Regions from separate parts of the Rattus norvegicus genome. Here all the other regions are linked to region 3. Evidence: chromatin contacts called from public Hi-C and HiChIP or PLAC-seq data. All regions are on one chromosome and are shown on one strand. Each heading gives the region's core, a stretch centred on a gene start, on an enhancer-like site or on the middle of the called end of the contact. The rest is flanking DNA. Distances are from core to core; before and after follow the strand shown. Region 1 overlaps LOC102552347 (a long non-coding RNA gene). Region 2 overlaps LOC120097393 (a long non-coding RNA gene). Region 3 holds the start of Zmiz1 (zinc finger, MIZ-type containing 1).

What was found. A called contact is a pair of places that touch in the nucleus more often than the background predicts. HiChIP or PLAC-seq counts read pairs in DNA pulled down with a chosen protein or histone mark.
Region 1: a contact with region 3 is called in a Hi-C map of mammary epithelial cells, with 4 times the contacts expected there. The contact joins the enhancer-like site here to the promoter of Zmiz1 in region 3. A contact is called at or near these places in 5 of 12 Hi-C or Micro-C datasets (the Rat2 cell line, Schwann cells, liver and 2 more) and 1 of 1 datasets of contacts at active chromatin or transcription factors (oligodendrocytes).
Region 2: a contact with region 3 is called in an H3K27ac HiChIP or PLAC-seq map of oligodendrocytes, with 8 times the contacts expected there. The contact joins the enhancer-like site here to the promoter of Zmiz1 in region 3. A contact is called at or near these places in 10 of 12 Hi-C or Micro-C datasets (the Rat2 cell line, Schwann cells, frontal cortex and 6 more) and 1 of 1 datasets of contacts at active chromatin or transcription factors (oligodendrocytes).

Annotation. Positions count from the first base shown.
Region 1 is chr16:765,521-768,790 of GRCr8, forward strand. It overlaps LOC102552347 (a long non-coding RNA gene), which reads left to right. Exons shown (of 3, transcript XR_010058524.1): 3 at 2,543-3,107. Among named protein-coding and RNA genes, the nearest start is that of Zmiz1, 270 kb to the right of the region's middle. Within about 2 kb of position 1,616, at least 9 of the 93 cell types and tissues checked have an H3K27ac peak or open chromatin away from gene starts, as enhancers often do. A contact at or near this core is called in liver, where this site is marked.
Region 2 is chr16:699,793-702,679 of GRCr8, forward strand. The region is part of intron 1 of LOC120097393 (a long non-coding RNA gene); the gene reads right to left. Among named protein-coding and RNA genes, the nearest start is that of Zmiz1, 330 kb to the right of the region's middle. Within about 2 kb of position 1,464, at least 12 of the 93 cell types and tissues checked have an H3K27ac peak or open chromatin away from gene starts, as enhancers often do.
Region 3 is chr16:1,032,892-1,035,972 of GRCr8, forward strand. Zmiz1 (zinc finger, MIZ-type containing 1) reads left to right here and starts at 1,269. Exons shown (of 24, transcript NM_001108393.1): 1 at 1,269-1,599.

The sequences.
Region 1 (3,270 bases), core at 366-2,865, 270 kb before region 3:
TCTTGGACATCTCAAACCGTCCCCAGTAGTCTCCACACCATCCTCTGCAAGAAAAAGTGTGGGCTTACTCCAGGAAACAGGCGGGCATGAGTCAGGTAAACGGATTTAAAAGGAACTCCCACACACCCCTGCTGTGTAACCCCTGCGTGGGTTACTTAGTCTCTCTGGGCCTGTTTCATCCCATGGTGATTCAGACCTCTTCTATGAATGCTCCATGCTTTCAAGATGACTACTTTAGGAAGCTCATGGTGACTAGAGGCCATGTGACCAGATAGTTCCACAGTACAGGGAGAGAGATTTGTGTCTGTCTATGCCTACTGCCTCTAACCCCATGCGGTCTCCTGGTAAGTGATAATGTTTCTGGGTCATTCTCAGTGTGGTAACGTTAAGGACTCGCTCAGCCAGGCGGTGGTGGAGCACAGCACATCTTTTATCCCAACATTTGGTAGGCAGAGGCAGGCAGATCTCTGAGCTTGAGGCTAGCTTGGTCTATAGAGAGAGTTCCAGAAGAGCCAGGACTACACAGAAAACACACATGCACACACACACACACACACACACACACACACACACACAACACACACACACGGGGGTCAGGGGGACTCACTCTAGCTTGTAGGCCTATGGCAATTTGACCAGAAAAGACACAAATTCAAGCTTCAGGGTTAGGATGTGTAGACAGTATGCAAAATAAACAGTAAACTGTTTCTCAGACACCCCACAGCCCTGTTTTTCACTGGTTTCCATGCTTGACCCAAATACCAGGAGCCACAGGTGAAAAGAACCAAGTGCCTTGAAACAGGATGGTCTGTCAGCCTTAAGGAAACAGCAGGTTAGTTGTGTCACCACCACGTGGCACTCATCCAGCTGCCTGGCCTGCAGGGAGGCTGCCCCTGCACCCAGCCCTGGTCCCCTCATTTCCCAGCTCTCCTGCAGCTCTCGTTACAGCTCCTGGTTTAAGCTCGTCCCTTCCTAACCTACTCTCTGAGTGATGGCCCAAGAGGGTCTTCTCTCTGCTTACCCCTTGCTTACTGGTCCACAACTCCACGGTGCTCAGTAGTACTTTGAGGTGGAGGTGACTGGCCACTCTCCCTCTCTACTCCCTGGAGTGCAACCCTCCCAGCTCTGCTCTGCAACAACAAGATGCAGGTGGGGCTGGTGGCCTCCAGAGTCTAGCTCATCAGTGATCCATACTCTGACCAGCTGCACTTGAGAACCCATGGTGCCCCAGTCTATCTCCTCTCGCTCCTCCAAGCCCCAAGACTTGTCTTCCTCTCTCAGCCTGGGTGGCATGGCGGGGATGGGGGGAGTCAGTGAGCCTTATTCCCTCATTCCAGCCATCCCCACTCCTCCTCCTGCTGGCCTCCCATGCCAACCCTGGCACGGGCATCAGGCGCCGTGGAGGGTAGACTGCTAGCTGTAGGATAAAAACCTTCATTCATGACAGTCTCAAACCCCTGGCTCTGGAGAAACAGAGATTTGCTCTGGGTCTGAGCTGTCGCCGGGGGAGGAAAACCGATCCGCAGAGCGGCGCTGCTTAATGCGCCTCTGTTCTGCTCACCTGGCAGGCCAGCACAGCAGCCTGCTTGCGCCTCTGAAATCCTAGCTGGCCTCTGGCTGGGAGCTTTGGGGACTGTAGGGGAGACACTGGGTAGAGTGTGCCAGCCATGCACACCCAGCCAACTCTACACCCAGTCAGGGCCAAGCGCCAAGAGGAAGGTCAGTGACAGCAGCCACTCCCACAACCGTGTGAGGACCTCAGTCTCGCTCAGTTCTCCTTGGGGGCTAAGTATACACTGCAGAGCTATACATAAGGATGGTGGAGCATAGGTCCTGAGAGCCGAGCACTGTTTCTTGATTCTTTTCCAGTGTGACAGACTTCCTCATAAAAGTCATGAAGTTGTATGCTAATGAGATTCACATCCCCAAACCTCTCAGTTGGTCCCATAGAGATCATTCCCATACATTTCTTTTTTTTTTTTCCGGAGCTGGGGACCGAACCCAGGGCCTTGAGCTTGCTAGGCAAGTGCTCTACCACTGAGCTAAATCCCCAACCCCATTCCCATACATTTCTAACATCTCCCTCCACCATGGGAAAAACCTAGTCCAAATAAGAGCGTCAGGCACACCCCCAGGCAGTGTGGCATGGAGTATGGCTGACAGAGAGTGGATCATATTCCACATATACTTGATTTAAAAACACTTATGACTGTTTGCAGAATGTGTTTTACTGATGAGAGCTATCGAGCTCAGAGAAGCCCCACTCAGGTCCTTTCTTCTTCCACAATGAAGGATCATCTAGCTGGGTATGCAGCAAGCCTGCAGTTTCCAGCCTCCCTTTCAGCTAAATATTGTGTTCTCTAAGCATTGACACTAAAATGCTAACCAAGATGTATGGACTCTACTAATTGCCACTTGCAAGCATGTCTAACCCATAGCCATTGAGCGACATGCAGCCAAGCTAACTATGAATACAGCCCCAAAGAAAATGACAGGCATCCTTAAACGTTTTTGAGAGGTTCATTGTTGTTTCGTTTTGCAGTTTTGAAGGGAGCAAAATCAACAATGCATGGTGGGTAGCAAAGTCATTCTGCAGTGTCAAAAGGGCTGGACATCCCGACATGTGCTCTGTACCCTCAGCAGATGTTCCTGGAGGCCAAGATCTGTCTTTCCAACTCCTGAGCAGCAGCTGCCGTCACTCTTCAAGGTCACTCGTTTGGCCAGCACCTCATCATTTGCTTTGTCTGTCCCAACAACACTTTGTCCATACTTCTGTGATGCAGGCAACCTGTATCACTGAGGCCATCTGTATCCCAACAGATGCAAGTTAAAGCCAAAAAGGCACCATGTGCCTTAGGATCTGGGTGCCTTTCATGTCTCCAAGCATGGGGCCTGTGGTGTGGACAAGGAACAGTTTGGGGAAATGAGACCCAGAGCAGTGTCCTCCATAACTCTCCCTCAGGTGACCTGACACTCGGCACCCTGTTGCCTCATGAGGACCCCCAACTCCACACTTACACCAGCATCTCCTGTAAGCCTAATCCAAGAACAACCCAGATGAGAGATGCAAACTAGCTGCTCAATAAAATGCCAGTTGAACAAATGAATGTACCCATCTCTTAAGTGACTTTTTCAGCTCCCTAAGCATCTGGGCTCTCTTATTGAGCTGTCTCTCAACACACAAGCCACAAGAGGCTGATGCCCAGCCTAGTAGATAGGTAAAAATCCTCAGTTACACGAGGAAATGGGGTACCAGATCTCTGACCACCC
Region 2 (2,887 bases), core at 214-2,713, 330 kb before region 3:
AACTCCGTGGCCTTTCGCAAGGCTGACAACTTCTCTGTGCCTACCTTTTCCTAAGTGTAGGGACAGCCTTTCTGTTTCCTCAGAGCATGCTGTTCTAGGGGAGGCAACATCTTCCAAATATGTCTCCTAGACTCGGTACAAATGAGGCATAGTAGAAAGAACTGCCCAGGTGAATTTGAGAATGGGTTACTGAGAGCTAGATCTTGTTTGGAAATGTCACCATTTGACAGAGGTCATGGGACCCACACTTTGGATCCATAACATGCATGTGAAAAGGTTATGGTGTTGTAATTCCAACACTGGAGAGGGTGAAACAGGCAGATGCCTGGGGCTCCATGGCCAATGGGTAGAGCTGAACCCATAAAGCTTCAAGTGCAAGACTATTTCAAAGAAACGAGGAAGAGGCTCCTGCCCAAATGATGCCATAGGTTGACCTCCGACCTCCACAGGCACATGCACCTCTCCTCTACGCACAAATGTACATGTAAACCTTGTCATTATTACCTACATGGAGTCCCACCCCATCCAGAAAGGTCTTCTGGCCACAGCCAACAGGTACCATATGCCTTGGCCCCAACCCAAGGACAATGTTCGAGGCTTTGAAGCTCTAGAGCTTTGAGTCTTTAACATCTGAAGGCCTCTGGACAGTGTCTCCACAAGCTACAAGCCAGAGATTTAGTGCCACACCATGCTTGAACATCCATAGTGCTCTCATCCCAGAGCCCCTGAAGGGAGGCAGAGGGCCCCATTGAACTCTGAGCTGCAAGGAGAGGGAGGGAATCGTCCACTGTGGTGGCGTTGAACTACTTCCAATGGTGAAAATGCTCCCAGACTGACCCACCTTGAAACAAGCTATCCAAGGTCAGAATGATCTTGAATAGATCCTTGCTTTCTCAGAGCCTCGCCTGTGCTAGTATGCCCGTGGGACTCAATATTGTACATGGGGGAAGGGTGGGTGGAAGACACATCCATACTTTTAGGGAATCATCTCTCTGTGACAGAGTTTGGGGGACAGAGACCTTACCAGTCCCTGGCTCCTGGCCAGCCAGCTGCCAGGGGAGGCTAATGAAGCCCTATCAGTTCTCTGCCTTGCCCTTCCCTGTGGTTAATGGGGTGGTCTCATGGTGGCCGGATTGAGCCCAGGAGCCTGGAGCAGAGTCCTTAATGAGGGCAGCTTGGTGATGAAAGGCCCCTTAAGCTTCAGCCACCATTACTACACGATGAAATAAATGCAGTCGGGCTCCATCCGGGCTGCACAAGAATAAATTTGAATAGCAAGACACAAATGCGGCCCTTAACTCTGACGCGCAAATAGAGTTTAATACCGAGGTAAACTGAGACCGCTTTTATTTATTGCTGTGTAAATGTATTTAAAAAGTATTGGCTTTGTGCAGCTACAGAGGCCTGCTCCTCCACAGCCTGGCACTTTCATGCCCGCCGCTGTTATTAGAGCCGTAATGAATGGGCCGCTGTGAGTGCGCTCTTCAGAAGGGCTGCAGAGGGACGAGATTAATGGGGTGACAGCATCGAAAGGTACAGACAGCCTCTGTTTCCCAGCCGTGGTTCACTGTCTACAGCAGCACCTCTGCCTTTGTTTGCTCTGCAGGAGCTGTGAGGCTGCTGTAGACAGGCGTTGGCAGGAGCCAGGCTTGGGGATGGAGGCTGTAAGCAGAAGCATCCTGAGATCCTGAATCGGGGACCAGGAACATGCATGTCCCACTAACCTGGGGTCCAGCACCTCTCCCTGCCCCAGCCTGCACTACACCTGCAGCCACAAACAAGCCTACACTTGTTTTTGTTTCTGACCGTCCACTGCACCCCAACTCATTCTTTTTGGGGGTTCTCCCATTGCTCCTAAAACCCAGTAGCCACATACAAGGTAGGGATTTGAGCATGCTGTAGAGCTGCTTCTCAGAAAAGGGCATGGTACATTTAATATCCTGCTGTGTACAGGTCTGCAGGACAAGGTGTTCAAATACTAATGCAAAAGTGAGCTTGGGCAGTGGTTTAAAGTGAATAGACGGTCCTGGGCTGGGAACACGCAAATCAGGTACAGAGAAATTACTTAGAGGGTTGGAAAAAAATTAACTAGTATCTCACATCCCTAGAGGGAGGGAACGAAAGACATTTTATAGGTATGGGCGCAGAGGCAGAAAGACATGTATACTCAACGTTACATGGCAGAGGTGAAAATAGCCCTCTTTGGTGTGTCAGGGAGAGATATTCCATGGCTGGCCAACAGGGCCTTCTTCCCTATTCTTCACACTTCACTAATGGACTGGGCAGATTGTGAAGAACTGATGCTGGTGAAGGAAAAGGGATTTCACCTCTAGTTCAGGAGTGGGGATCTGGCAAAAACACAGCAAGTAGAGGCTGTGTGAGCCAAGCGAGCTGTTCTGCCTCTCTGAGCCTCAGCTTGCTTGTCTTTCTAAAGTCCAGTGCTGTGTGCTTTGCATAGAAACACACACATCTAAAATACTCAAACAACACATGGCAAGGAGCTGGGGAGGTGGCTAGGTCAGAAGGTACTTGTGCAAGCAGGAGGATCTGAGTTCAGACTCCAGGACACGTGTAAAAAGCTATGTGCTGGGGGCGTGCACCTGTAATCCCAGCAGAGGGAAGTAGAGACAGGAGGATTCCCTGGAGCTCAGTGGCCTTAGGCAAGTGGTGCACTCCAAGTTCAGTGAAAGTAGGTAGCAGGCAATAATGAGGGCACCTGACTTCGATTGTTTGCCTCCTCCACTTTCTCTCTCCCCAACCCTCCCCCCCCCTCTTCTCTCTCTTCCCTCTCTCTCTCTCTCTCTCTCTCTCTCTCTCTCTCTCTCTCTCTCTCGTACACTCACACACACACATACACATATGTACACATGTGTGACTGCATGTACTC
Region 3 (3,081 bases), core at 19-2,518:
ACGCTAGTTATCTTTAGGACTAGAGTCCTTCTAATCAGGAGGCGGATGGGGTTGAGGAAGGGATGTGGAAGAGTAAGGGGAAATGTGTGGTATGTGTACGTGAACCAGAGACGTAGTGCACGGGGGAATGCCTCGTGTTTTGTTTTTGTTTTGTTTTTTTAACGTACCGGGGATGGCATACAGCGATATTTGTGTGTACAATTGTATGACTCCAGGTGCACGGGCATATCTGGGATGGAAAGTGTGTGTACAAGTGTGTGTCGGGGTCGTGCATGCTATGCGTGCCTTGCTGAAAGGTAGGCGCAAATCGGCGTGCCGTTTGTGTAGGAGTTTTTGTGTGAGTGGCAATGGACCTGAGCCAAAGGGAGTGCGCGCTTGGATACATTTAGGGGCCGGTCTGCGAGGAAAGCCCCCGCGAGTGGGCGCACCTAATTGTGCTTCGTGAGTGCCCTAAGGCACGACAGGAGTGGAGCCCAGCTCTGGGCTGTGAGCCGGTTGGGTTATTTCCACCTCTGCAAATTGGGAGCGCTCAGCTCGCAGCGCTCCAGGCGCTTCCTACCAAGCATTATGGCGTTCTTGCTCTAAACTTCAAGTAGCAGTGGTTACCTCTGTATCCCTCGCTCCTTCTCATATGTCAATGGAAGCGCACTTCCACCTCCCCCTACGTCACCCGTGGTAGTGAAGATTAGGGTCCTCTCACCCTCTGTCCCAAAGTCTCCGGGGGAAACTCCGCACACCGTGTCTCATTAGCCACCCAGTCACCCCAATTCAGGTGGCTAACAGAACCTAAGGCCCCAGAGCCAGGGTACCAGCAGGAAGCGGGGTATGCCTTCTGGCAATAATTTTGCTCCTACCAATGTGGTCCTTTCCTAGGCACATCAGTCTCCCGGCTCCAAACTTATGGAATGGCGGGGGGGGGGGGGCGTTAAAGAGCAGTGAAGGGAGGTGAGAGGAGGGACGAGAGAGTGAGCAAAGCAGCATATGAGGGTAAGGGTGGCGAGGAGCCTAACAGGGTCTGGAAGAGAGCTGAGACCTGGGCACAGGGAACAGAGGGAGGAAAAGAAGGGAAAGGGGAGAGGCGGAAGGGAAAGGAAAGGGAAAAGGAGAGCGCAGCGAGCGCGCAGATGGAGAGCGAACCAAGGCCAGCAGACCTGCGCGCTGGAGGCGCGGCGCTCCGCTCCCGCCATTACTCCGTGCCGGCTTTTGCGGGAGGCCGGCGGCGCGGGGCCCTTTGGAAATAGAATAGCCAATGTAATCTGACACTTCAACTTGCTCGGCTCCGGGCGAGTTGATTCACTTACTCACCCCCTAACGCCGAGTTCCTTTTCACTGTCTGTGGACATTAAAAAAGCGAGCGGCGGCGGCGGGCGCCCCGGAGAGCAAGCGGCCGGCCGGGCGAGCTGCGATCGGGCCGCAGAGCAAGCGAGCAGCGCCCGCGCAGCGCGCTGACCCTATCGCCGGCCGGTGAGGAGCGGGAACCAGAGCCGGAGCCGAGTGGATCTCCGCGCTCTCGCTGCGCTCCTCCGGGCTCCAGCCTGCCCTACACGGCGGTGGCAGCGGCGCGTCCTCCAGCGGTGGCAGTGGTGCTCGCAGAGCCCGGTAAGTTTGGGGACAGAGCCAAGCGCCCGTTAGCTCCGAGGCTTCCACCCGCTCCCGGCGGATCGTCAGGGTGCGAGCGCCGGGTACTGTACTAGGGCTTTCCGCTTAAAGGTTTAGCTCCGGCCGGGCGAGAGAAGCCAGCCGTGCGGGCTCGGCGCTGCTGCCCTGGCCGCCGGGGGCGGAGGCCCTGGCCACCAGCGAGCACCCAGCTTGTGTAGAGCGACTCCGGATGAGCGCGGGGACCCGGGGGTTTTCGGATGTACGGGGCGCCGGTGTGGTTGTGCGCGCGGACTCGGTGCCCGCCTCCTGCCGGCGCGCCTCCAGCCGTCGCTCCGAACAGTCGGGGGCCGGCCGGGATACGGATTCGGAGGAGGGAGGAGAGGACCCGGGAAGAACTGGCTGGGTCTCCCTTGCTCCTTTTGGAAAGATATGAAGTTGTGCTCCTGTGTGCGTAGGAGAACCGCCAGGAAGGCGCTGGATTCTAGGGTGGCCAGGGGTTGGTGATGTTAAGTTGTGCCTCCAAATTTCTATGGAGAACACACTTTTGTACATGGGAGATGGGGGCGCGGTTAAGTTGTTTTGGGGGGAGAATAGCTCGGGGAAACGCGGCGCGTGGCTAAAGCAGGACACGTTGAGGAGATGTGTTGAGGCTTCTCGTTCGGGCTTCGGAAGCCGAAGGGGCTTTCAGGCCAACGTCTGGCCGGGGCTGCCCCAGTCGGGAGGCGAGCCCAAGGGGAAGATGTGTGTGTGTGTGTGTGTGTGTGTGTGTGTGTGTGTGTGTGTGTGTGTGTGTGTGTGTGTGTGTGTGTGTATGCGCGCGCGCGTTGCAAATACGAAAGTAATTTCCCCGTGTTCTTTCTTCCTCTCTGTCTCCGGCGGCGACGGCGGCGACGGCGGCCCCGGGGGAGTGGGAGGCCGACCCGGGAGGAGGTTGGGGGGCCGGGCCGGAGCTGAAGCTGGGTCCGGATTGTGGGAGGGAAGCTCTGAAAGCTTGTTTCACATTCCTGGCGTCAGGGCCAGGGAGAAAACAGTGGGGAGCACGGCCTCGGTGTCGTGGTGCAGGCTGCGGGATCGCGTCGCCCCCTGGCCGGGGACATCTGTCCAGGAAGCTGGCCAGGCAGGGAGAGGGCGCGGTGCAGAGGGCAGGCTCCCCGCCCTGGAGCGGTGGGGGCGCGGGAGAGGGGCGGCCTCCTCTCCCGGCCATTGTGCGCCAGCAGATTTTCACGGGAGACTGCCCCGAAGCCGCGGGAGAAGGCCAGGAGCCGGCCACAGCCTCGGGTTTAAAAGACACTCCAGGAATGTAAACAACCCGGGCGGGAGGGCTAGCGGACGGGAGCGCGCCAGGACTGCGGGCCTGGGCCCCCCACCCTTCCCGGGGGAAAACGGATCGGCGCGGCTACTCTGCCCTTTCCTTTACCTGCTGAAAACTTTCCTTTCTCTGGTTTACAGTTCCACCTTGTGCCTCCAGCCCGGAGCAGGACG